Regions from separate parts of the Macaca mulatta genome. Here region 1 is linked to region 2. The links are chromatin contacts, called in public Hi-C maps. All regions are on one chromosome and are shown on one strand. The core of a region is the stretch at or near the end of the contact, and the rest is flanking DNA. Distances in the headings are between cores, read along the strand shown. Region 1 holds the start of KAT2A (lysine acetyltransferase 2A). Region 2 holds the start of CNP (2',3'-cyclic nucleotide 3' phosphodiesterase).

Region 1 (3,580 bases), core at 64-2,563, 150 kb before region 2:
ATCTTACCTCCAAGAGCCAGACTGTCACCGCCCTGGCGCGCCCGCAGCTACTCTCATCCTAGACCCTGACCCTTTCTCCGCCCTTCCCCACCTTCGTTAATGGGCCCCGAGGAGGCCGCAGCTGTGAAGGAACTGGATCCTCGACCAGGCCAGACCCGAGGGAGCCGGACCGCGGTGCAGCCAACAGCAGATTGATCCCCCAGCTGGAAGGGGGCTGTCTTGCCTTCTAAGGACCAGGCCTGGGGCAAGGATTGTTCCCAGAGAGAGTCAGGGGAGGGCGGCCTTTCTGGGTCATCCACCCTACCTCTCCCTGACCACCCACAACCCCACGCGGACACGCGAGACGAGGAGGCGGACTGGTCTCTCCGGCTGCATTAATTCATCCGCCCCCCGGGGTCTCCTGTGATGCAGGCTGTGGTCTGGGTTCGGGCCACAAAGATGAAGATGCAGTCGGGGCTTTAGGAGAGCGGCTCCCAGTGCGCAGAGAAAGGCTTAGCCGTCCCCTGCCTCACCCTCCACAGTAGCCTTCTTGGTGACCATCGTAACCACAGCTATGCCTCTGGTGCTGTTAATTGATTTTTTTTTTTTTTTTTTTTTTTTTTTAAGAGTCAGGGTCTTATTATGTTGCCCAGGTTAATCTCGAACTCCTGGGCTCAAGCGATCCTCCCATCTCGACCTCCCAAAGTGCTAGGATTACAGGCGTGAGCCACCTCGTCCGGTCTATAAACTTTATTTTTTATTTTTTTGTAGAGATGGGGTCTCCCTATGTTGCCCAGCCTGGTCTCGAACTCCTAGGCTCAGGCGATTCTCCTGCGTGAGCCAGCCACCCGGCCTGATAAACTCCCTTTTGTTGAGTGATGCTATTAAATACATACAGAAAAGCGCACGAAAAGGTGCAGGTGAATGTCAGGAGGAGAACACACCCAAGTCACCACCACACTGCTGCAGAACTGTTGTTACGTCTCATCTTTACCGCAGCTGCAATTCCATGTCCGGAGCCGCGTGGGGCAGGGCCTGTGCGCGAGTTGGGGGAGGGGGTTAAGTGGGAGAGAGGCGCAGGAAAGAGGCAGACCCCACGATTGTCCCCAAGACTCCTTGTCCCCAAGAGGACAGCCATCGTGACTCTCCCGGACACCATTAAAAGAGATTACAAGTCAAGAGGGGTCAATGTGGGGCCTTCGCTCAGGCCTCACTTGGCTGTCAGGGGCCAAGAGACCAGACAGAAAAGTCTGGAAGCTGGAGGCAGTGGGGGAAGGCGCTGGAAGACTACAACTCCCGTCACGCGCCGCGCAGCGACGCCTGCGCACTGAACGCCGGTTGCCCATGCGGCCCTAGGGCTGGGAGCGCGGCGCCGCTCTCCGCTGCGGGGGAGGCCATGGCGGAACCTTCCCAGGCCCCGACCCCGGCCCCAGCTGCGCAGCCCCGGCCCCTTCAGTCCCCAGCCCCTGCCCCAACTCCGACTCCTGCACCCAGCCCGGCTTCAGCCCCGACTCCGACTCCCACCCCGGCACCAGCCCCTGCCCCAGCTGCAGCCCCAGCCGGCAGCACAGGGACTGGGGGGCCCGGGGTAGGAAGTGGGGGGGCCGGGAGCGGGGGGGATCCGGCTCGACCTGGCCTGAGCCAGCAGCAGCGCGCTAGCCAGAGGAAGGCGCAAGTCCGGGGGCTGCCGCGCGCCAAGAAGCTTGAGAAGCTAGGGGTCTTCTCGGCTTGCAAGGTGGGGGCGGGGCCTGGGGTGAAGGGGCGGGGCTTGGGGCATCCCTGGGCTCGGGTGGGAGTGGGGTAAAAGCTCAGGCTGCGGAGCGGCTCTTGCCCCAGAGGTATAGATCATTGACTGATCCTTCCGCCTCCAGGCCAATGAAACCTGTAAGTGTAATGGCTGGAAAAACCCCAAGCCCCCCACTGCACCCCGCATGGATCTGCAGCAGCCAGCTGCCAACCTGAGTGAGCTGTGCCGCAGTTGTGAGCATCCCTTGGGTAAGGCAGGCAGCGCCCTTGGAGCTGGGGGCAGCTGCTTGGACAGGGTGACAAGTGCCACAAAGCCTCATCTCTGAAAAATCAAAGATGCCTCGAAGGAGGGATTGGGTTGGGGGGTGTGTATGCACCAAGGGAGGGGAAAGGAAATCTCTCAGCCCAGAACAGGCCCAGGCAACCCAATGGCTGTTATCGCAGCAGTCAGTCTCACTATTGGTCACACTGGTTGGAGGGACGGAGTGTGCATCTTGGTTGGCTGTGAAGAGGGTCAAGAAGCCTTGTTGATTTCTTCTATCAATTTTTCCCAACTCTGTCATCTGTCTTGCAGCTGACCACGTATCTCACTTGGAGAATGTGTCAGAGGATGAAATAAACCGGCTGCTGGGGATGGTGGTGGATGTGGAGAATCTCTTCATGTCTGTTCACAAGGAGGAGGACACAGACACCAAGCAGGTCTATTTCTACCTCTTCAAGGTGAGCTTCTACTGAAGGAGGGTGTGAATGAAGGAGGTGGGGCCTTGAGGGGTTGTCTGCAGCTCTGCCCCGCTCCCCTCTATGCCCCTTCCTCTTCTCTCTAGCTCCTGCGGAAGTGCATCCTGCAGATGACCCGGCCCGTGGTGGAGGGGTCCCTGGGCAGCCCTCCGTTTGAGAAACCTAATATTGAGCAGGTGGGATAGGGAAATTGGAGATAGCGGAGAGGAGAATTGGGGACAGCTTGGAGGAGTGGGGAGCCTGTGTTCTCCATCCTCCTCAAGCTGAGAACCGTGGGGAGGTTCAGAGAAGGGAGGGTGTTTTGTGCTAACCTCAGGGTGGGCATGGTGGTAGGGAGGGGGCAGAGCTTTTCTATAGAAAGCACCCGAGAGAGAGAGGAGAACCTTGTCCCTGGCCTCAGGGAGCCTCTTCCTTTGTCTAAGAAGGCCCTGCAGGCTGCTCACATCTCATTCCTGGTTTTATTCCCCACCCACCCCTTCTCAGGGTGTGCTGAACTTTGTGCAGTACAAGTTTAGTCACCTGGCTCCCCGGGAGCGGCAGACGATGTTCGAGCTCTCAAAGATGTTCTTGCTCTGCCTTAACTACTGGAAGCTTGAGACACCTGCCCAGTTTCGGCAGAGGTCTCAGGCTGAAGATGTGGCTACCTACAAGGTCAATTACACCAGGTAGGCCCAGCCAGGGGCAGCTTCGGGGGAGGCTGGCAGGCCCAGCCTGGGTTCAGTGGTTTCCGCCCTCACCTGTCTCCCCCTCAACTCCCTACTCCAGATGGCTCTGTTACTGCCACGTGCCCCAGAGCTGTGATAGTCTCCCCCGCTACGAAACCACTCATGTCTTTGGGCGAAGCCTTCTCCGGTCCATTTTCACCGTTACCCGCCGGCAGCTGCTGGAAAAGTTCCGAGTGGAGAAGGACAAATTGGTGCCTGAGAAGAGGACCCTCATCCTCACTCACTTCCCCAAGTAAGGCTCCTTCTGGCCTATCAGGATTTGGCCCCAAGTTCACATCCTCCCTGTTGTCCCCTTTTTTCCAGGAAGGCTTCCTGGATTGGTCCCTCCTCTCCCTCCATGGGCCTTCTGGGATCTGGGCGTCTACCTGGCAGACTTGCCCATGGCCCAGAAG
Region 2 (3,779 bases), core at 91-2,590:
CACCGTGTCCTCATCCTGAAGGAAGGGAAACTGCAGCTCAGGCTTGTCCTTGGCCCCTGAGGATGACATCTTGCGGAAGAAGATCTTGGGCAGGAATGTGTGGCTTTTTCGGGAGAAGCCTCTGTTCTGTGTAAGGAGGGGAAGAGATGTCAGCCCAGGTCATTCGCGGGCTCCCCGCCGGCCTTACCCCTAGTCCCTAGACTGGGTGTGGGTGCCTTCCGAAGCAGGGCAGTGCTGGACCTTCTGTCCCTTTCGGTCCGGGAGCACCTTTCCGCTTCTGGTCGTGGAGGAGGAAGAGGGAAGCTTGTCTGAAGCTCTCCTAAGCGTGCGCTTTCCCCATTGCTGCCACCTCGGAAAGGAAAACGTGCTGGAGGCATGCAGGGCGTGCCAGGAGCCTGCGGTTCTGGGACTGGCCTCACTCTTATATGCTTGGCACCTACTAAGGACGTCTTCTTTGGAGGTGGGGGTCTCTGTGTCTGGGCCAAGCCACAGCTGCCACGGCTGAGTGCACAGAGAAGGGTGGGGAGTGGAGAAGGGTTACCCCAAGACTGCCTCCCTTCCCCCAACAATGGCCGCAAGAGATAATACTCTCTTGTCTGGCATGCGGGGACAATGGTCCCACAGAAGGGCTGGTGGGGGGCAGGGCAGGAGAGCACTGGACAAAGGCCCTCTTTCACCGAGCCTGCCACCTCCTCCTCTACCCTCTCCCGGCCCCCACAAAGTCGTGGTCTTTGTGCCTGTCCAGGACAAGGCAGCACAGGGCACCTGCAATCAGGATCCAGCTCTGCCCGCCGCTGTGCTGTGTGTCTGAACCGCCTCTCGGAGCCACTTGTTTTCCTATCTTCTAGAAGCCACAAGAGAGGGCAGCTTTTACCGTAAAGGGTCCCCTCCTCCGAACTGGCTCCGCCTCCCGCGCGCACCCGGGCGCGGGGCAGCGGTTCCGCGTGATGAGACGGTCCCGAGTCCCCTCTTGAGGAACGCTACCGTTTCCCTCTCCAGCGGCCTCTCCGGCACTCCGAACCCCCCGCCCAGCTTCTTCCAGACCTCAGGGCTGCCCTGAGTACCAAGACAACTGGAAGTCGAGCCCGGAGCCCCGGGTCCTCGTTTGCAAGACGCTTCCTGCCGAGGGGCCCCGACACTCGTTTCCTGCCCCGGTGCTACCCCGTGCCCGGCCCCGCCTGGCCTCTCACCATGATGAGGAGGGGCGCCGCCGTCGCCGCCTCTGTCGGCACCAGCGCTCCGGGGCCGCCCGCCTGCGCGGAGGGACACGGGAGTCCAGCGGTGGCACGACCCGAGCCCGGCCGCTTTACATAGCCCGGGGGCGGAGCGGGCACCCGGGCGGGCCGGGGCGGGCCGTCCCCTCTGCGCGCAGGCGCTGCGAACCGAAACCCGAAACTCCCGCCGCGCGCGGGAACCCCGGCCCGGCCCCGCCCCCTGCGCGCGCCCGCCGCGCCACGCGCACCCACTCACTGCGCCTGCGAGCTGGACGGCCGCTACCTTTTTCTGTGTGTCGAGGGGTAACTCAGTCGCCCTCCCCGGTCCCGTGGATTAGCAGGAAGTGAGTGAAGCAGGGTCGTGCAAGGTTGGATCCTATCTTTAATTTTTGATATTTTATTCATCATGGACTTTTGCATTAATTAAAAACTTTTTTTTAAACCACATTGGATTAAAGTATTATGCAATTTGCTGGCATCCCGGTAAACTCTGCATCTGAAATGCCTCACTGACCTCGTCCGGTCCCTGTGCCAGCCGAAAGTCAGTCTCAGCCCCGACCTTTCCTTCTAGAAGTTGTGGAGACAGACCAGGATGGCAATGGCCAAAGGGACAGATGAGTAACGGAGTGAAATCCTAACATCCTCTGAGGCCAGATGCTCAGCTGCCACCACCTCTGTGAAACCACTGAGAGCTCCGTTGGATTTTTGAGTTTCTTGTACCAAGTGCTGTGCTAAGCACTCAGTCCTCGCAGCAACCCCTGAGGCAGGTATCCCATTGTTCAGAGAAGCCAGCTTGGCGAGCCTGATTTACCTGATTGTGCCACCCAGAGTTGTCAGAGGTGGAGTCTGTCTGCCCTCCCAGGCCACTCCCCTATCTTTGGCCTCAGTCCCAGCATTCGCTTAGTTCTGGCTTGGGGCATTCTCCTGCCTGTGCTAGCTGGGGCCACCCCACCACTGTTCCATCCATAAAGCCTCCCGGTGTCCTGCGCACTGGAAGGACTCAGTCAGTCACCGGTGTCTGGGAAGCACCTCTCCTCCCAGGCCTTCCCCTCTCCTCCTCCCTGTGACTTCTCATTCCCTGAAGCTCCTGTATCTTCACCCTCCTGAAACCCTTTCTTCTTGGCACCTTTCTCTCCACGAGGCTCTTCCAAGAATGGGCAGGGGTGAGGAGACAAAGTGACAGACTCAGGGTTTGCAAGAGTGAAAGACACCTATTTAATGGCAAAATAGTGACGGAAAGCAGCACAAGTAAAACCCTCATTTTTCCTATTACAGATAAATCGCTTGAAAATCCAGTTTAATAAGATCCCGTTATCCCTCTGAACACCAACTTCCTGATCCTTATCCCTACCGGTGTCTTCATTCATACTCCTTTTCCATCTCATTTTCTGTTTTTTTCATTTCTCCTATTTCCCCAAATTGTGTTTTTCCCAGTTCTTCTGGCTCTCTTCTGCCCACTTCTGAAAGTTTATTTAGTTCTTCTGGTTCCTGTCTGCTGAACTCTCCTGAGAGTCTTTGGCCTAATTCTCCTGAAGGCCTCCTATAAATTTCTCTTGACTCTCTTCTGCCAGCTTCTAGTAGCTTCCTGCCTGTTTCTCCTGATCTTGTGCCTAATTCTCCTGACAGGCCCTTGGCAACTTCTCCCAAATCGCTTCTGGCTTTTCTTGCTTCCACACTCTGCTTTCCGCTTGCTGTGCTCTGCAGAGCTCCCCCAAAAGCCTCATCGTCCTCATCCGTCTCTCTCTCATCCTCAATATGGTCCCACTGCTTCACCACCTTCTCGGGCTCATCTCTCACTCTCCTCATGTCCTTCTCTGTTATTATTCTATCTTCATACAGTAAAGCTTCTGAAAAATAAGAGAAAAGTGGGAGGAAAGATAAAAGTTTGTTCATGTCAGGCCGGGTGTGGTGGCTCGCGCCTGTAATCTCAGCACTTCGGGACGCTGAGGCAGGCAGATCCCTTGAGGCCAGGAGTTCCAGACCAGCCTGGATGACACAGTGAGACCCTGTCTGTACTAAAAATACAAAAATTAGCCAGCCATGGTGGTTGGCGCCTGTAGTCCCAGCTATCTGGAGGCTGAGGCAGAAGAATCACTTGAGCCCAGGAGGTTGGAGCTGCGGTGAGCCAAAATCGAGCCACTGTACTCCAGCCTGGGTGATAGAGCGAGACCTGTCTCCAAAAAGGGAAAAAAAAAAAAAAAAGAAACTGTTCATCTTTGTGGAGGCCTGTGCTTTTGAGAGGCAGATGAAAGAAAGGCCCTGAGAATGACTGTTTTTGCTAGCTTTTTAAATTGGTGTTGACAGCACACCTTTCCAAAAGCAGAGAAAGGGAACCATCATTTACTGAGCCCAGCTCCGTCCCGCGCATCACGTGAGGACTGTATAGCTTATCCCATCCGGACATCAGGAAAATGCGCACTGCCGTTGATTTGAGTTTGCAGTCAAGGGACCTGAGACTGATAGGAAGGAAATCACATGGCCGGGCGGCATGGCTCATGCCTGTAATCCCAACACTTTGGGAGGCCGAGGCGGGTAGGAGGCCAACAAGGTGAAACCCCGTCTCTA

The links. A called contact is a pair of places that touch in the nucleus more often than the background predicts.
Region 1: a contact with region 2 is called in a Hi-C map of blood, with 5 times the contacts expected there. The contact joins the promoter of KAT2A here to the promoter of CNP in region 2. A contact is called at or near these places in 7 of 14 Hi-C or Micro-C datasets (CD4 T cells, blood, cortical neurons and 4 more).

The regions. Positions count from the first base shown.
Region 1 is chr16:66,458,098-66,461,677 of T2T-MMU8v2.0, reverse strand. KAT2A (lysine acetyltransferase 2A) reads left to right here and starts at 1,313. Exons shown (of 17, transcript XR_013406792.1): 1 at 1,313-1,714; 2 at 1,851-1,959; 3 at 2,300-2,445; 4 at 2,550-2,639; 5 at 2,947-3,128; 6 at 3,229-3,420.
Region 2 is chr16:66,305,532-66,309,310 of T2T-MMU8v2.0, reverse strand. CNP (2',3'-cyclic nucleotide 3' phosphodiesterase) reads right to left here and starts at 1,340. Exons shown (of 4, transcript NM_001035528.3): 1 at 1,191-1,340; 2 at 1-126. The coding sequence starts at 1,193. ODAD4 (outer dynein arm docking complex subunit 4) reads right to left here. Exons shown (of 11, transcript XM_028836483.2): 11 at 2,406-3,061. The coding sequence ends at 3,046. It overlaps LOC144335718 (a long non-coding RNA gene), which reads left to right and starts at 3,378. Exons shown (of 3, transcript XR_013406840.1): 1 at 3,378-3,779.